Linked DNA regions of Mus musculus: regions 1, 3, 4 and 5 are each linked to region 2. Evidence: chromatin contacts called from public Hi-C, HiChIP or PLAC-seq and promoter capture Hi-C data. All regions are on one chromosome and are shown on one strand. Each heading gives the region's core, a stretch centred on a gene start, on an enhancer-like site or on the middle of the called end of the contact. The rest is flanking DNA. Distances are from core to core; before and after follow the strand shown. Region 1 overlaps Reln (reelin). Region 2 holds the start of Reln (reelin). Region 3 overlaps Reln (reelin). Region 4 overlaps Reln (reelin). Region 5 holds the start of Lhfpl3 (lipoma HMGIC fusion partner-like 3).

Region 1 (2,700 bases), core at 116-2,615, 300 kb before region 2:
GATGGCAGAGGCTTTCTTTCTGGAAGAAATACGGGTCTTCTTCCTGATCTGTAAGCATGCCTGTTCCTGGACAGCCTCACAGAGGACGGTAACAGAGCTGAAGAGATTGTGCCTCGAGTTGTGTAGCCAGCACTGAGTACGTGCACTCTCTGGGTCTTCAGCTCTTCCCTCAAGACTGAAAACATGACCCGTGGTCAATAGTGTGTCATAGACTCCTTGATCCCAAACAGTGCTCTAAGTGCTTCCTTTAGGAAACTGAGAAGACCTTTTCATAGGCATATATATATGTGTGTGTGTGTGTGTGTGTGTGTGTGTGTATTTCATTATTCTTTTAATTTCCTCATACTTGTACTTCATTTTATTGCTAATTTTTAAACTTCTTTTGTGATTATTAAAAGTAAAAAAGATTCACTATGAACTTTTAAAAAGAAGGACACTGGCAAAATCCATTCATATCCTACTGCGTGGTGGGCACACGCCCTGGAGCCCATTAGCAGCTGTGGTAATTAAAATGCTATGCAAATTTTCTACCAGTGGAGAAATTTTATTTTAACAAATTAAACCTTAGTTAGTTTAGTTTATACACTAGGTTTAGTATCATGGGCCTTCTTCTTCTTCTTTTTTTTTTTTTTAAATATTCAACATAGACTTCATATTGGCATATGGGTAAATTATCTTGCCTGAAGAGGTCTTCAAAATTTAAGAACTTTATGCAATTAGGTTCTCAGGATTTAAATTATTCAAAGACAGAAAGAGAAGATTAATACGTGGAAAATCGGCATTATAGTATGGTTTTATTAAATAGGACAAACCAAGACAGAGGGTAGGTTAAAGTTGCTTAAGTACTGACATTTTGTCCTTCCATCTATTCTTATTGTCTCCTCTACAGAACCCTCCCACTTCTTGTATAAACTTTCGGTCAAATTTGCACATGTCCTATAAATCTATCCAGAAATTAATATAGAACAAACAAACAAACACAATTGGTGTTTAATAACAATGTAAAAACCATGTAACTTAACATCGAAAGATATCTTATTATTGTACATTAAAGTGTACACTGTCCGACACAGAAGCTGGTCTTTAAATTATGCAGAAATGATCAACAATGCAGTCAACAGTTTCTATGGATAGCCACATATTCCTTCCACGCCATTTTCTGTGAACAGGGAGGAGGTTTCACTAGCATCTTAGAGATGATGTTTCCCCGCTCTGTGTAATGTCTGCAACTGGAACATAAGCATCCCAGATGTTGTGGAAATTACTCAGAAGTCTGAGTCTCATTTTAATACATGCAGTATGGTACTTATGGTAATTCTGCATAAAAATTCAAGAAAACGTCAGGCTACCCCTTGTCATCAACTGCGAATTTGAATTTTAGGGATTTAAGCATTTTAAAATTATGTATGTTGAGACATCTCAGCATCTAATATTGCTGACTACACAGCCTATTTTTTTTTCTGATTGTGCATCCCTGGGCTTCTGACGGAATGCAAAGGAGAAAAGGAAGAAAGGGTGTTTAATGAATCTCAAGACCATGACTTAGAAATGTGATTAAGTCTGTGTGGACTGACAAAACACCGGAAAAGCCTACATCAATGGCCCGTGATTGTGCTGGGCGCAGACACTAACCATTATCAATTGCCCACATATTTCCCAGGATTGGGCCTGTTTGTCTCCAGCGAATCCTGGTGTCTCGGGTGAGTGCTGCATTAGGGAGAGGAATCGTGATTCGGTTCCACCTGCAAGAAATTTAGCATGGAATCAGCTTCACAACTACGTTCCTGTCTTCTGGATTAGCTTTACATGTGTGCTAGGTTCCCTCTTCTGTGTGTTTGCAATTAACACTGAAATTAGTGAAGTATTTACATTTACCTGTGGGGCCTGTAGCTTACATTTTGTTGGCCTTGTAAATATTTTACTATGTAGCTAGTGCTGATTTTGTAAGCTGGAAAAAATTTTACAGAGTCATCTTGAATTTTATACTAGTCCACAAAAGCATGTGTAGTGTACCTTAATTGATGTGGAAATTTAGACAGACCACCATTACACACAGTGCACATCAGAGTAAGGTCTGAACCAGGTCTAATTTCAAAAGTTATCTTTCTTCTACTCTTGCTTAAGTATGTATTTTGTCAATACATATTCTTATTTAAACAAACAATAACCATGGGACATAGGATCTAAAACACAAGCATTATACATAAAGAATTACTGACTCATACAGTGTGGTCATACATAGGATTTAGCTAAAAATATGGGTATATTTATTTTCACAATATCACTCTTAAGGAAAAGTCAGGTTACCTAATTATTATTTAAAATTCTAGTCTCAGAATCGCTCACTGTTTTTCATCCCACAACATGGCCCCGTCCTTTCCCTGAGCCTTGGAGCAAGCTCACTCACCCGCTGTAGTTTTCTGAGGAGTAGACAGTGCTGTGGGGGAGGTGGGGGCCTGCACAGATCTCCGGCAAGCACTCAGTGTGGAGTAGGGACCAGGACCGTCCATGGTTAGTAGAAAACTCCAAGCTGACGCTAATAACAACAGAACAAGTCCAACACAAAGGGAGCAAAGTTAACAAATGTTTCTTTTTTTTTTAATTTATTTTTTTTGATTCTTTTTATTTCTAGCTAAATACCTTGAATGAGTCGATGAATGTGGGATTCCTCTAAGACCTTTACTAAATGTGTCATCTCTC
Region 2 (2,700 bases), core at 155-2,654:
TATGGACTACACTAAATTGCTCTTCTTGTAGCTAATTTTTATTTTTGAGTAATGTTTTAACCTCGATGAAGGACTGCATACTACATTAAATTACTCTTCTTGTTGCTAAAATTCAACTTTGCAGTAATGTTTCACCTCGATGAAGGATTGCATACTGATCCCTTAGGAGAGGGATCGCCTTTGTGGGGAGAAGCTTGTAGGTCCTGCCAGGGACTTAAAGCTGTGCAGATACAAGTGATTAGTAAGCATCGCCCAGACAATGCTAACAACAGCAAGCACCAAGCTAAAAGTATGAAGGGGATGACAGAAATCATCAATCACTGATATTTTAAACGACTCTTTAAAAGAATAAAGGGTTGGAAACAGCCGCTCTGTTTCTTGAGGACAGATCACTAGGGACTCCTGGCTGCAGAGCAGCGGGAACTTTTAACTGGCCGCCGGCATGGGCAGCCACCGACCAAAGTGCTCCAATCTGTCGGCAGCTGGCCGGCAAAACCCAGTGACAACCCCAGCGCCACCTGGGGACCCACCAAGGAGGACCCAGAACAGGACAAAAGTCTGGTATCTAAGTACTGGGGTTAGGAAAACACGATGCGCAGGTTCGGCAGCTGCAGGGAGTGAAGGGGTGGGGGACAGCAGTACCAAAAGCTTGTGTGGCCTGTCACATAAGCACCAGTTTATGTGTTAGGGGACAGTTGAAATCCCAACTCAGGACTCCATTCTCCACTAACTTTGTTCTCTCTCCCCAGGCAGCGCACCCCGCTGAGGTAGGAGGTTGTCCCGGTCTCCGGCCGGCTGGCCCCTGGGAAGAAGGAAAAGGATGGAAAGATGCGCTCGCGGGCCACCGTGGCGCCGTAGGGATGCCGTGGTGGTACCTACCATGGTATTCCTGTCCCGGTACGTAGTAGGTGGGGTTGCCCGCAATGTGCAGGGAAATGAGCACCTCGCCCTGCTCCCCATCCCCTTCCAGCTCCCCGTGGTGGGTGCACAGGAAAAAGAAAGGCGAGAAGCGCGGGTAGTAGCCGGTGGCCGCGCGCGCCCTCAGCGTCGCCAGCAGCAGCAGCACGGCCAGGACGAGAGCCCGCGGCGCCCAGCAGCCGCGCTCCATGCCGCCGCGCTCCGTGCCGCCGCGCGCCCCGCGCGCTCTCTCATCCACTTTCGGAGGCACCGGCACGGAGGAGCCGCGTGCGGGGAAGGCGAGCCGGCGGCGGGCTCGAGCCGAGCGGGTCCGGGCAACCGAGCCCGCGGGGGGAAGTTAGCGGGAGACCGAGGCTCCCGAAGTTACTTTGGGCCGCCGGAGCGAGAGCGCGGGGGGAACCGGGGCCGCGGGCGCCGAGAGCGCGTCGTCCGCCTCCGAGCGCCGCCGCCGCCGGTGTGCACGCGACGCCCCTCGGCCGGGCTTGGGAAAGTGCCCGCCCCCTCCGCACCTTCTTAAAGCCCCGGGCGCCGCCCCCTCCCCCGCCGCCGCCACACGTGTCCCAGCCGCGCCCCCGCCCCCGCGCCCGTCCCCGCCCCCTCGGGCTTGCCCGCACCTCGGGCTGTGCCCGGAGCACACGCGCGCCTCCCGCCCACGGCCCGCTCCGCCCGGAAGGGCAGGGCTGCTCGGCCGCTGCGCGAACGAGAGCGGCCAGAGACCGACGGGCTGCCCCGGGGAACCGGAGCCCCGGGCTCACGGCTGCCCGTTCTGCGAGGACGCGCGGGGAAGCCGAGGGCGGCGGGGACCGCGCTGTTCTTTGTCTACGCCGGCTGCAACCCTCGCCCCTCGGGGCCCGCCGCCCCCCAGTCCCCACGGCCAGCGCTTGTCCTGGGGACCCTCCCGTCAGTGGCCCCAACCGCGACGGTGCCCCGCGCGCGCGAGCCCTTTCCAGTCAGGCCTCGCGGCCCCGTCGCTGCCCCGGCCCGGGTCTTCAGTGGCAGCCAGGCTGAAAGGGAGATTGGGTGACGGTGCGATTGCCACCTGGAGTGGTGCGGGGCCAGATCGTCGGGCTTCTCGGCCGTGGGGATTGTGGTGAGGGGACCCGACAGGCGAGCTTCGCCGGACTCTGTATTTACGCGTTGCTAGGGGATTCCTCGGACGGAGATGGGGGTAGTAAATTTTAGGTCCGAGTTTATTACTTCTACATGTCATGCATGACCACTGTCACTGGGGTGGGGGAGGGGAAGGCATGCAGAGGAGTGGCTGGCAGCAGCAATGAAACCGGCGTTAATGAGCTATCTCACGCAGGACTGCGGGCAAGTGAAACCATCCAGAAGCACGTTTTTTAACCGAGCACCGCTGGCAGGAGCCCCGAGGCACCCAGAGACGGGAGAACAGAGCTGCCAGGTTTTAATGCATTTCTCCAGGCTCAGCACCAAGCCAAAATAAGCCTTGCTTGTAAAGAAACCAGGAAACTGTAATGTCAGAAATGGTAGTCTTTGCCTGAGTTTGGGAGAAGGGCGTCAGAAGGCAAGATCCAAAGGGAGACCTCTGTGGTAATTTCATTGCAAAAGATTTTTTTTTTTCTGCCACATTCACAGTTTCAGCAGATAGGAAGGACCTAACTGCCTGTTGGTCTCCATTACTTCCAATCCTCCCAAAGTTCAACAGCACACATATTCATACACGCGACTAATATTACACTAGAGCAAAGTGCCATGCAGGCTGCACAGGCTTGTAGATCATTAGCCTAATGTAATCCTAACACCACCACCGGAAGAAGC
Region 3 (2,700 bases), core at 52-2,551, 410 kb before region 2:
ACTGTCAGTTCAACTCTTAGCTCAGTACTGTGTGTCAGGAAAATGAAAAAGCTAATCACTTGGGGAATGACGACAAAACCAGTTCTAGAAAGGCCCTGGATGGAATAAGCCAAGATATTTAGACAGTAGAAATATTCCGACTTACACACAGCTTCCCTGGACGCATCTCCCGTGGCCACTGCACATGTCTAGGCAACCATCCCCAATATAGACATTATCTATTGCCCAGGTCTGCTGCTTGTCAAAAGGCGCTGGCTGATGCCAGCGGAAACGAGTGGCTTGAGACCTTGGAAGAAGAAGAGATTTACAATGAAGAAAATGTATTCTAGTAAGCTGGAAGAGGGCAACACAGAGGCACACATTCCCAGTTCTATTTCCTAAAGAACATTCATTATTGCAACAGTCCATGCAAACCCCTGGTTAACAGTACTAAGCCAAACACATAAATCAGCATGGATTTTGCTCCCGGGATCTTGCTGGGTCTTGTAAAAGAAGACTATATCATAGGCTAATCCTAAAACCAGAAGCCTTAGGGGGACAATAAAGGTCTGGGTTTTGCAAGGAAGTCATTGTACGGAGACATCAGGGCTGTAAACTGGGAGAAAGATGCCTGTCCTTGAGCGGCTGTAACCCTTCTGCCTGTAACTTAGAACAGAGTGTGGCTGGGTTTCATGTTCTTCCCTGCTCTCCCAGGCACTTGCATCTGCCTCATTCTGCATCCAGGAGCAGATCTCCTAATGGAAGCCTCAGGGACAGGAGAAACGTAAAACAGAGAGATCACTGAAACCCTAGATAATTATATATGGAGAAGAGAGGGGGTAACAAAGCCTGGCTTATTGTAGGAAACAAATACATGTAACCCAGAAGTTCTCCATTCCAGAATCAGCAACATCTCTCCTTCACCGTTTGGAAAGCATCCTGTTCAGCAAACAAACAAACAAACAAACAAACATCTTCACAGCCACCAGATGGCAGTAAGACCCAAACAAAACCCAGCCCACATGCAAACATTCAAGACTTGTAGAAGAGTCAACTGTGGTTACTGAGCCATGGACATTTTATACTAAAAGACTTAATATTTTGAGTGGGAGATATGTGTTTCAGGAAGGGGAAAGAGATGAAATAACAGCAACAGCCTTACATTTTCTAATTGAAGATACATACATAAAATTTGTCCAATAATCAAAAAAGGAACAGCCTAGAACTAAGATTTTCATTCTGGAACACAGCCCGGTCCAGTGCATGTCCTGAGCATCTTGGCAGGAGCTGACTTCTCACAGCCCTTGCTCTCCAGCTCCCACACACCCAGCAGAGGCGTCTCCTCGGCTCACATCTTTCACTTCATATTGCATTGAGTTTAAGCACCAAGCTGTCCTTGGTCTGTGGGTGAGCGGGGCCTCTCCTCTGCTCCCTTCTTCTGGCCATCTTAAGGATTGCTACTCGCTCCTTGAGGCTTCCAGAGTACATGAAACTCATTCCCACCTTTCTGCATTTGTGTTTTCCCCTGGAGACGAGCACGCTCGCGTTCTCTCTCTCTCTCTCTCTCTCTCTCTCTCTCTCTCTCTCCTTGCTGCATGTCCTTTAGGGTCTCACAGGAAACGTCAGTCCTCAAAGAGACTTTTTTTCTGACCCTTTTAAAAATCGCATTTGTCTCATAATATTCAGACCCATGGCAATCTGCTCTTCTGTGGTGTTTAATACAGTTTAGCATGTGTGTGCATATGTTTCAGGGCCACACAGTTCCTTCCTGGCACATTAAGTCATAAGGCAGCATGTGGGGCAGGCAGATCCTTTTGGCTCTACTCTGAGTGGTGCTCTACAGGGACAGGGAGCTGATATTCAGGAGCCACTGTGTGCACAGGGAGCCATGTTGTATTGATGCCCGCCCCTACCGCTGCTGTAACATCAGCGGCTCTGCTCTTATAAATGACTGAATTTATTACTATTCTGTTTCTGTATAGCAGCATCTTGTAACACAGTGGAGCACCACATTCTCACAGCTCCTAACCATCCATTCTGAGATGGAGCCAGCCTGCACATCATTTATTCTGTCTTTTGATTTTATTACAAATTTTCTGAAGTGCAAGGAATATTGTTTTGTGTCCTCAGGGCTTATCAATAATAAGTAGTAAACTTCCCCTCTTCCCCAATATCACACATGTTTACTAAAGCCCTTGTCACCTTTTTATAAAGCAGTTTCTTTTGTTAATTATTCTCTCTGTTCATCATTTCACTGTCTGAGGCTCTTATAAATGGAATTTCATAACCATCTACTGAAAGAATATTAAGTTGACGGCAATAAAGATTCTCAGAAAGAGCAAATAGAAGGCATCTTGCAGGTGCTGAGGGGGGAACTGGGGTGAGTGGCGCAGGGACAGCAGTTTGATGGATGTTGTAGGAGAAGGCTAGAGAGGCGGCACGGGCTGCCTAGCCGTGGTGGCTTTTTGATGACTGGTTTTGTTCAGTCACAGTCTGGGCAGTCTCTGAACAGAAAGGCTGCACAGGAGATTCAAGAGCCAGATGAATTGCTGGAGGTGACGGCTTTTGTGGAGAGTTCCAGCACGGCCCCCTTTCAGTCTATGCCTCTCTCTCGAGTTCCATAGAAAAGGAGTCAGTAGGAGACCATGTGAAGATTGTGCTGAAACTCAGTTGGGCAACGGGTCTAAAGATAAGTGAGCGAGTGCTCAAATTTGTACTCTG
Region 4 (2,700 bases), core at 141-2,640, 360 kb before region 2:
TTCTCTGCCTGTAAGTCATCTTCCTCCTCCTCATGTTCCAAGAAACAAAGTTCTGTCAGGCCCAGGTGCCCAGGTCATTTGGAGGACGATGCACACCGCACCCTCCATCAGCAAAGGAAGTTAAACACATAATTTTATAGTAGAAAATTTCTTTTGAGTTTTAGTTAATTTAGTCCTGCAGTTAATCAAATATCTTTCTGTTATACGGCAGCAATATATACCTATGTTTTCAGTGAATATAAGGGCAGTGTCCATAGAGAGGCAGTCGATATCAACTTGGCCTCCCTGGATTCGATACCAGTTGGCTTGCAAGTCTATGGAGCCATCAAATTTATCTTGAAATCCAGTTTGAGAGCTGTCATTCACTCCTATAAGGACATCATCCAAAGCCCACTGGGCCGAATGCTTCCCTGCAATCAAATGAACAGCAGCAGTTGGAGCAGGCTCATTACACAGCAATAGGAATATCTCCGTGACCATGATTTTAAATCAAATTGTCTGGAAATTGACAGTAAATTAACACACTTATATATTACACATTGGATATGGATGCTATGTGATCTTTTTTTTTTAATAAAGTCATCAGGAATGTTGGAAAGAGCAGTGACTCACCATGCTGCGGCTGCCACCACCGGAAAGCTGTGGCAGGTGTCTTTGCTTCCCGGGGCAGGTCAATGGAAATGATCTGTGGCTCCAGGAATGACATGAAATCCAACTCTCTCAGCAAATGCCAAAGTATCCCATTATCATTGGAATACTGAACAACAAGCCCTGAGTTACAAGACATAAATTCAATGACTAAGACAGCGTTCTTAGAGGCAAGGAACAGTCTGTTTTAAACAGCAAAACTGCAGCAACTTCAGACTGTGTCTCAGAGAGGGAACACTCATCCATCTAACTTACAAGGCATGAATTAGTAGACTCAAAGGCCCATCAATTTCCTGACAGTTTCTAATGCACTCACTCCCAGTAAATGGAGACAAGAACTACATAAGCTCCTTCAGAGACCACTCAGCTCTGTAGGAGTGATGAGTGAGCTGGTTAGGGAGCTGCTCCTGTGCGTGCACTTGAAATGTGGACTCCAGCCTGAGCATCACAAAGTCTCAGGTCATCACTATATTCTCCTAAGAAATATCTTAATTTCTCTGGCACGGGAGGAGCTGCGTGTGCTGCTTGCTGCTGAGGCAGTAGGCAGTGAGTTGTGCTTAGCCGGGAAGTCTGTTGGGCAGAGCACCCTTTAACCAATACTTCATACTCTGACAGACCTTGGTTAGTGAAACCTGAACAAGACCAGATTAGTCAAGAGCCAAAAAGCAAGACTCAGGTCTCTCCAATGTCGCTTCTCTTTCCTATTCTCTGTGCCACCCCTCCTTGTGCCTGAGCCATCTGTTCCCTCAACTCCACCCCTGTGACAAGGTGACAAGATCTGTGGAGCTGCACATTTGTGTGCAAGGGATGTCACGCCCTTGCTGCTACTTCTAGAAATGTTGTCATTTAAAAGGGGACAAATGGGAAGGCTAATGATCAACAAAGGAGAAAACTGCTATGGGTAAGGTTATGGGATTATACATAAATATACATATGGATATGTGTGTGTCTGTGTATGGATGTCCTATATATGTAGATATCCTATATATAGATGGATATATCCATCTATATATGTATATATACATATGAGTATATATATGAATATATATCTGTGGGAGAAAGCAGAGTGCATCTGTCTAATGGCATATTCTATACTTATTTGTAAATTGGTATTGAATATTCACTAGTTTTTAAGCATTTATAGAAATTATTCCCAATAAAGTTTTATCTGTTATATCTTTTATTACATTTTAACTCTTGAAAAATTATGAATCATATATGGTATATTTGACTTTAAAAATATATAGACTAACCAGAGTGCCTCCATCCATTGTAATATTAAATAACAAAGACTTAATTAGCACAAAGTTTTGAGAAATATTATGCTGAAGAGCAAGTAGCTCAGTGCCAATTGGCAGTACATGACATTACAGGTGCTCCTCCTGACAGGCAACAGTGCCAGGAACAGTGACAAATCTATGAAAAGCTAGAACTCTCAGAGAGCCTGTATGTTTACAACAGAATCTGTCAAGTTCTGAGAGGAAGAGAAAGAATGAGAAGGAAGAGAACAGGTGTGTGCTGGACCGCACCCAGCCACAGTGATGGAGAGTTAGAGGTGCTGCTGACTGAGGGGCAGCCACACGGCAGGAGAGCCGAGAGTCACATGAAGCCTTAGGAAGGAAACGAATCTGGGTTCCAGCCTTCATCTGAGTCTGCCCAGGGTGCTGTCTGGCAAAAGCACTACACAGTAGTTCTCAGTGTTTATTCAAAATATGTCCTAATATGTTGGATGTCGAAGAGTGTAGACACTTCAAAAATTTCATTTTCTGTGGCTATTGATTTGAATTTATGTAGTTTATATTCCATCAGAGAAGAAATGGAAAGGAGACGGGAGAGGTAGGGGAAAGGAGAGAAGAGGTGGGGTAGGGTAGATGAGTAGGAGCGGCCACTGTAGAAGGGGGACTGAAGTTTTCCAAATGAAACATCATGGAAATACAGATCATCTGCACCATCTGAAAAGGTGCTCTATCTGCAGTAGTTTTAGTATGTTCACAACTTCATTGATGCTTCTCTCCTTAGGAACTCAGGGCTGGAGAGATGGCTCAGCAGTTA
Region 5 (2,700 bases), core at 113-2,612, 400 kb after region 2:
CAAGAGCATAATTAATCTCCATCATTTACACGTTGGGCCCAATTTTACTGAAGGGTAATTTACATAGTACAGACTTCTGGATGAGTCTATGGGCGCATTCTTTCATCTGCTCAAAGAATGCAGCATTACATTGTGGAGTTTAAGATTATTTGTACCAAAATCTATTCCTGCAATTGAGCATTGTCGGTTTGCTATACGGTTCAGAAGGAACCAGATAGTAACCGACCACAGGAAAAAAAAAATAGAGATAGCAATGAGCAACTCATTTTGAAAGGGCTGTAAAAAAGGGCAGTATCAAGAATGGAGAAAGTAAATGAGAGAAGGGGACAGTGTAAAGTACACATTAATTGTGCAAGAGATTGTTTGCAGACGATCCGGGGAAATTACACTAAAACCAATTCTCGGGTTAACTGGAGCTTTTGGTTGTGGGAGAGGTGGAAATACTTCCACTGTTAAGGCACTCATCCCATTTATCTTTATCCCTCTTTATCTTTAGCACATGCTAGCTGCCAATGAGTATTTGTGCAATAAATGAAACACCTGCCAAATTATCCGATGTTTTCAAACAAACTCTAAAATTCTGTGATAACTACTTCTGTGCATGCAGGCCCCATCTATTGCAAGCCGCGTGGGAGAGAAAAGGTTTGACTTCAAGCGAAGCTTGGGGTTTCCATTTGCCATAGTTCATTTGGTTGCATAGTGGAAAAGTGGGACGAGAAACAATAGAGGATCACCCTCCAGGCGTGACTTCTACATTATTGTGTGACAGACTTCTGCCCAACTTCTCCTGTCTCCATCTGCCAACCTGAGGTCACCTAAGAGTTAGCTTGGGGCAATTCTGTGGTTTTAACAGGGATACCTCCCCGGGAACCACATCTCTCTTCCTTTCTCACCTACACCTGCCATAAGGCTGCCTCTTTTTTTCCCTGCAGAGATGCAGAGGTCAAAGCACGTTCCTGTGCGGTGATGAAAAGCTCAGGATCAGCCTCTTGGCCAGCAGCACATCCTCCAGGATCCAGGGAGTGCCTCTAGGATTCCTCTGGGCGCGCTCTTATAACTCCACGTCTGCTTCTCTTGCTCCTGGCACTTAAGAAGCATCTCCTGGTAGCCGCGATCCTCTGTGACCTGGGGCACCAGCAGAGCCTACAGGAAAGAGGGTCAAAGGCGAGATGAAGAGTAAGGGGGCGTGAGGGCTCGCAGGCTTCAGCTGCAGCAGCTGCAGCAACGAGCAGAGGAGTGGAGGGTGCAAAGCAGGGCTGGAGCCGGGTCCAGGAGGGAGGGAAGAGGGGGGCGGGAGGCTGTGCCTGGCGAGCCGGAGGGGTGCTCCACGCTCCCCCTCCCTCCTTCCGGGAGCGAGGGTGCAGACTCTAGAACTGGTGCTGCTGGGCTGAGGCGGAGGCAGGGGAATTGCAACGCACGCCGCTCGCTCGGCGAGTGTGTCTCCTGCGCGCCGAGAGGCGGGGGGAGGCGGAGGACCGGGAGGAGGAGGAGGAGGGGGAGAATGCCCGGAGCCGCCGCCGCCGCCGCCGCGATGCTCCCGGCTCAGGAGGCTGCCAAGCTGTACCACACCAACTATGTGCGGAACTCGCGGGCCATCGGCGTGCTGTGGGCCATCTTCACCATCTGCTTTGCCATCGTCAATGTGGTGTGCTTCATCCAGCCCTACTGGATCGGCGACGGCGTGGACACCCCGCAAGCCGGCTATTTCGGGCTCTTCCACTACTGCATCGGCAACGGCTTCTCCCGGGAGCTGACCTGCAGGGGTAGCTTCACGGACTTCTCCACGCTGCCCTCGGGCGCCTTCAAAGCCGCCTCCTTCTTCATCGGCCTCTCCATGATGCTCATCATCGCCTGCATCGTTTGCTTTACCCTCTTCTTCTTCTGCAACACAGCCACCGTGTACAAGATCTGTGCTTGGATGCAGCTCACCTCCGGTGAGTGCGCGCTCACCTCCACGGAGGCAGGGGACCCCTGGGTGTCCGAGCTCCAGAGAGGCTGGAGTGGGAGGGACCGCTTCCTGAGCTCTGCCAGTCCGGGACAACTTAATCCTCTCTCAGGTTGAAGGCGTGGAAGGAGGAACCCCCAGGTTCCTCAACCTTGGCACTGGCGCCAGGTCCCCAGGCGTTTCCGAACCTCTTGGATGCTAGGGACGCCACCCATAGGGACGCCTTGGAGGCTGAGCAGTTGTTGGGCAGAGTCCGCTCAGAACTAATGATGGGGTAGTGGGGCGGAGAAGTGGCCACTTAGAGGCTGGGCTCCGTGTGTGTGTGTGTGTGTGTGTGTGTGTGTGTGTGTGTGTGTGTGTTTATGTGCGTGAGCTGGGGACTAGGGGAGTCTGGTACAAGCGGGTGAAAAGAGGATTTAGAGCAAGCCAACCTGTTCTGCCCTTCCCTGGATTATTTCCGCCTTTGCTTCAGGGTGTGTGAGTGTTGGGAGGAAGGGGGGGGGGCGTGTAAATTTGTCTTTGGCAACCATAAATATTTTATCATCCATCTGGTGATGAGTAAATCCTAATTTTGTTTAGGCACCCCTCCCTCCCCCGGTTTTCTTAAAAAGAAAAAAAAAAATGTAGCGTAGAGTGTTCCTTAGCAGTTCCTCGATGCCACACCTCCAGCGTCTCCTTGTCAGCCAAGGTCCTTCCATTTCATCTCTAAACAGGCAGAGACGTCTTGGGAGAATGGGGATTTCTCAAGACCTCAT

Evidence for each region. Promoter capture Hi-C pulls out the DNA fragments that hold promoters and counts their contacts. Hi-C and Micro-C count contacts between places; a contact is called where the count stands out from the background. HiChIP or PLAC-seq counts read pairs in DNA pulled down with a chosen protein or histone mark.
Region 1: a contact with region 2 is called in an H3K27ac HiChIP or PLAC-seq map of SST interneurons, with 4 times the contacts expected there. The contact joins the enhancer-like site here to the promoter of Reln in region 2. A contact is called at or near these places in 7 of 39 promoter capture datasets (the C10 cell line, embryonic stem cells, frontonasal cranial neural crest and 3 more), 1 of 484 Hi-C or Micro-C datasets (cerebral cortex) and 4 of 115 datasets of contacts at active chromatin or transcription factors (SST interneurons, differentiating embryonic stem cells, embryonic forebrain and 1 more).
Region 3: a Hi-C map of cerebellum shows a contact between it and region 2, with 4 times the contacts expected there. The contact joins the enhancer-like site here to the promoter of Reln in region 2. A contact is called at or near these places in 24 of 39 promoter capture datasets (the 3T3-L1 cell line, 3T3-L1-derived adipocytes, the C10 cell line and 14 more), 17 of 484 Hi-C or Micro-C datasets (the G1E-ER4 cell line, brain, cerebellar granule neurons and 9 more), 9 of 115 datasets of contacts at active chromatin or transcription factors (T-cell acute lymphoblastic leukemia, embryonic forebrain, embryonic hindbrain and 5 more) and 3 of 9 other capture datasets (embryonic stem cells, liver and pancreatic islet).
Region 4: a contact with region 2 is called in an H3K27ac HiChIP or PLAC-seq map of SST interneurons, with 3 times the contacts expected there. The contact joins the enhancer-like site here to the promoter of Reln in region 2. A contact is called at or near these places in 18 of 39 promoter capture datasets (the 3T3-L1 cell line, the C10 cell line, cranial neural crest and 8 more), 19 of 484 Hi-C or Micro-C datasets (the AtT-20 cell line, B cells, brain and 11 more), 6 of 115 datasets of contacts at active chromatin or transcription factors (SST interneurons, embryonic forebrain, embryonic stem cells and 3 more) and 1 of 9 other capture datasets (pancreatic islet).
Region 5: a contact with region 2 is called in a promoter capture Hi-C map of embryonic stem cells, with 2.6 times the contacts expected there. The contact joins the promoter of Lhfpl3 here to the promoter of Reln in region 2. A contact is called at or near these places in 10 of 39 promoter capture datasets (the 3T3-L1 cell line, the C10 cell line, the HPC-7 cell line and 3 more), 4 of 484 Hi-C or Micro-C datasets (all in embryonic stem cells) and 3 of 115 datasets of contacts at active chromatin or transcription factors (all in embryonic stem cells).

Annotation. Positions count from the first base shown.
Region 1 is chr5:22,046,311-22,049,010 of GRCm38.p6, forward strand. It overlaps Reln (reelin), which reads right to left. Exons shown (of 65, transcript NM_011261.2): 15 at 2,408-2,536; 16 at 1,633-1,742. Among named protein-coding and RNA genes, the nearest start is that of Slc26a5, 180 kb to the left of the region's middle. Within about 2 kb of position 1,366, at least 3 of the 459 cell types and tissues checked have an H3K27ac peak or open chromatin away from gene starts, as enhancers often do. A contact at or near this core is called in SST interneurons, where this site is marked.
Region 2 is chr5:22,343,301-22,346,000 of GRCm38.p6, forward strand. It overlaps Reln (reelin), which reads right to left and starts at 1,405. Exons shown (of 65, transcript NM_011261.2): 1 at 880-1,405. The coding sequence starts at 1,108.
Region 3 is chr5:21,932,555-21,935,254 of GRCm38.p6, forward strand. Reln (reelin) reads right to left here. Exons shown (of 65, transcript NM_011261.2): 47 at 146-286. Among named protein-coding and RNA genes, the nearest start is that of Slc26a5, 68 kb to the left of the region's middle. Within about 2 kb of position 1,302, at least 6 of the 459 cell types and tissues checked have an H3K27ac peak or open chromatin away from gene starts, as enhancers often do. A contact at or near this core is called in cerebellar granule neurons and cerebellum, where this site is marked.
Region 4 is chr5:21,979,356-21,982,055 of GRCm38.p6, forward strand. Reln (reelin) reads right to left here. Exons shown (of 65, transcript NM_011261.2): 32 at 613-771; 33 at 222-410. Among named protein-coding and RNA genes, the nearest start is that of Slc26a5, 120 kb to the left of the region's middle. Within about 2 kb of position 1,391, at least 8 of the 459 cell types and tissues checked have an H3K27ac peak or open chromatin away from gene starts, as enhancers often do. A contact at or near this core is called in SST interneurons and cerebellum, where this site is marked.
Region 5 is chr5:22,744,692-22,747,391 of GRCm38.p6, forward strand. It overlaps Lhfpl3 (lipoma HMGIC fusion partner-like 3), which reads left to right and starts at 1,363. Exons shown (of 3, transcript NM_029990.2): 1 at 1,363-1,934. The coding sequence starts at 1,502. It overlaps A930003O13Rik (RIKEN cDNA A930003O13 gene), which reads right to left and starts at 2,193. Exons shown (of 3, transcript NR_027362.1): 1 at 894-2,193.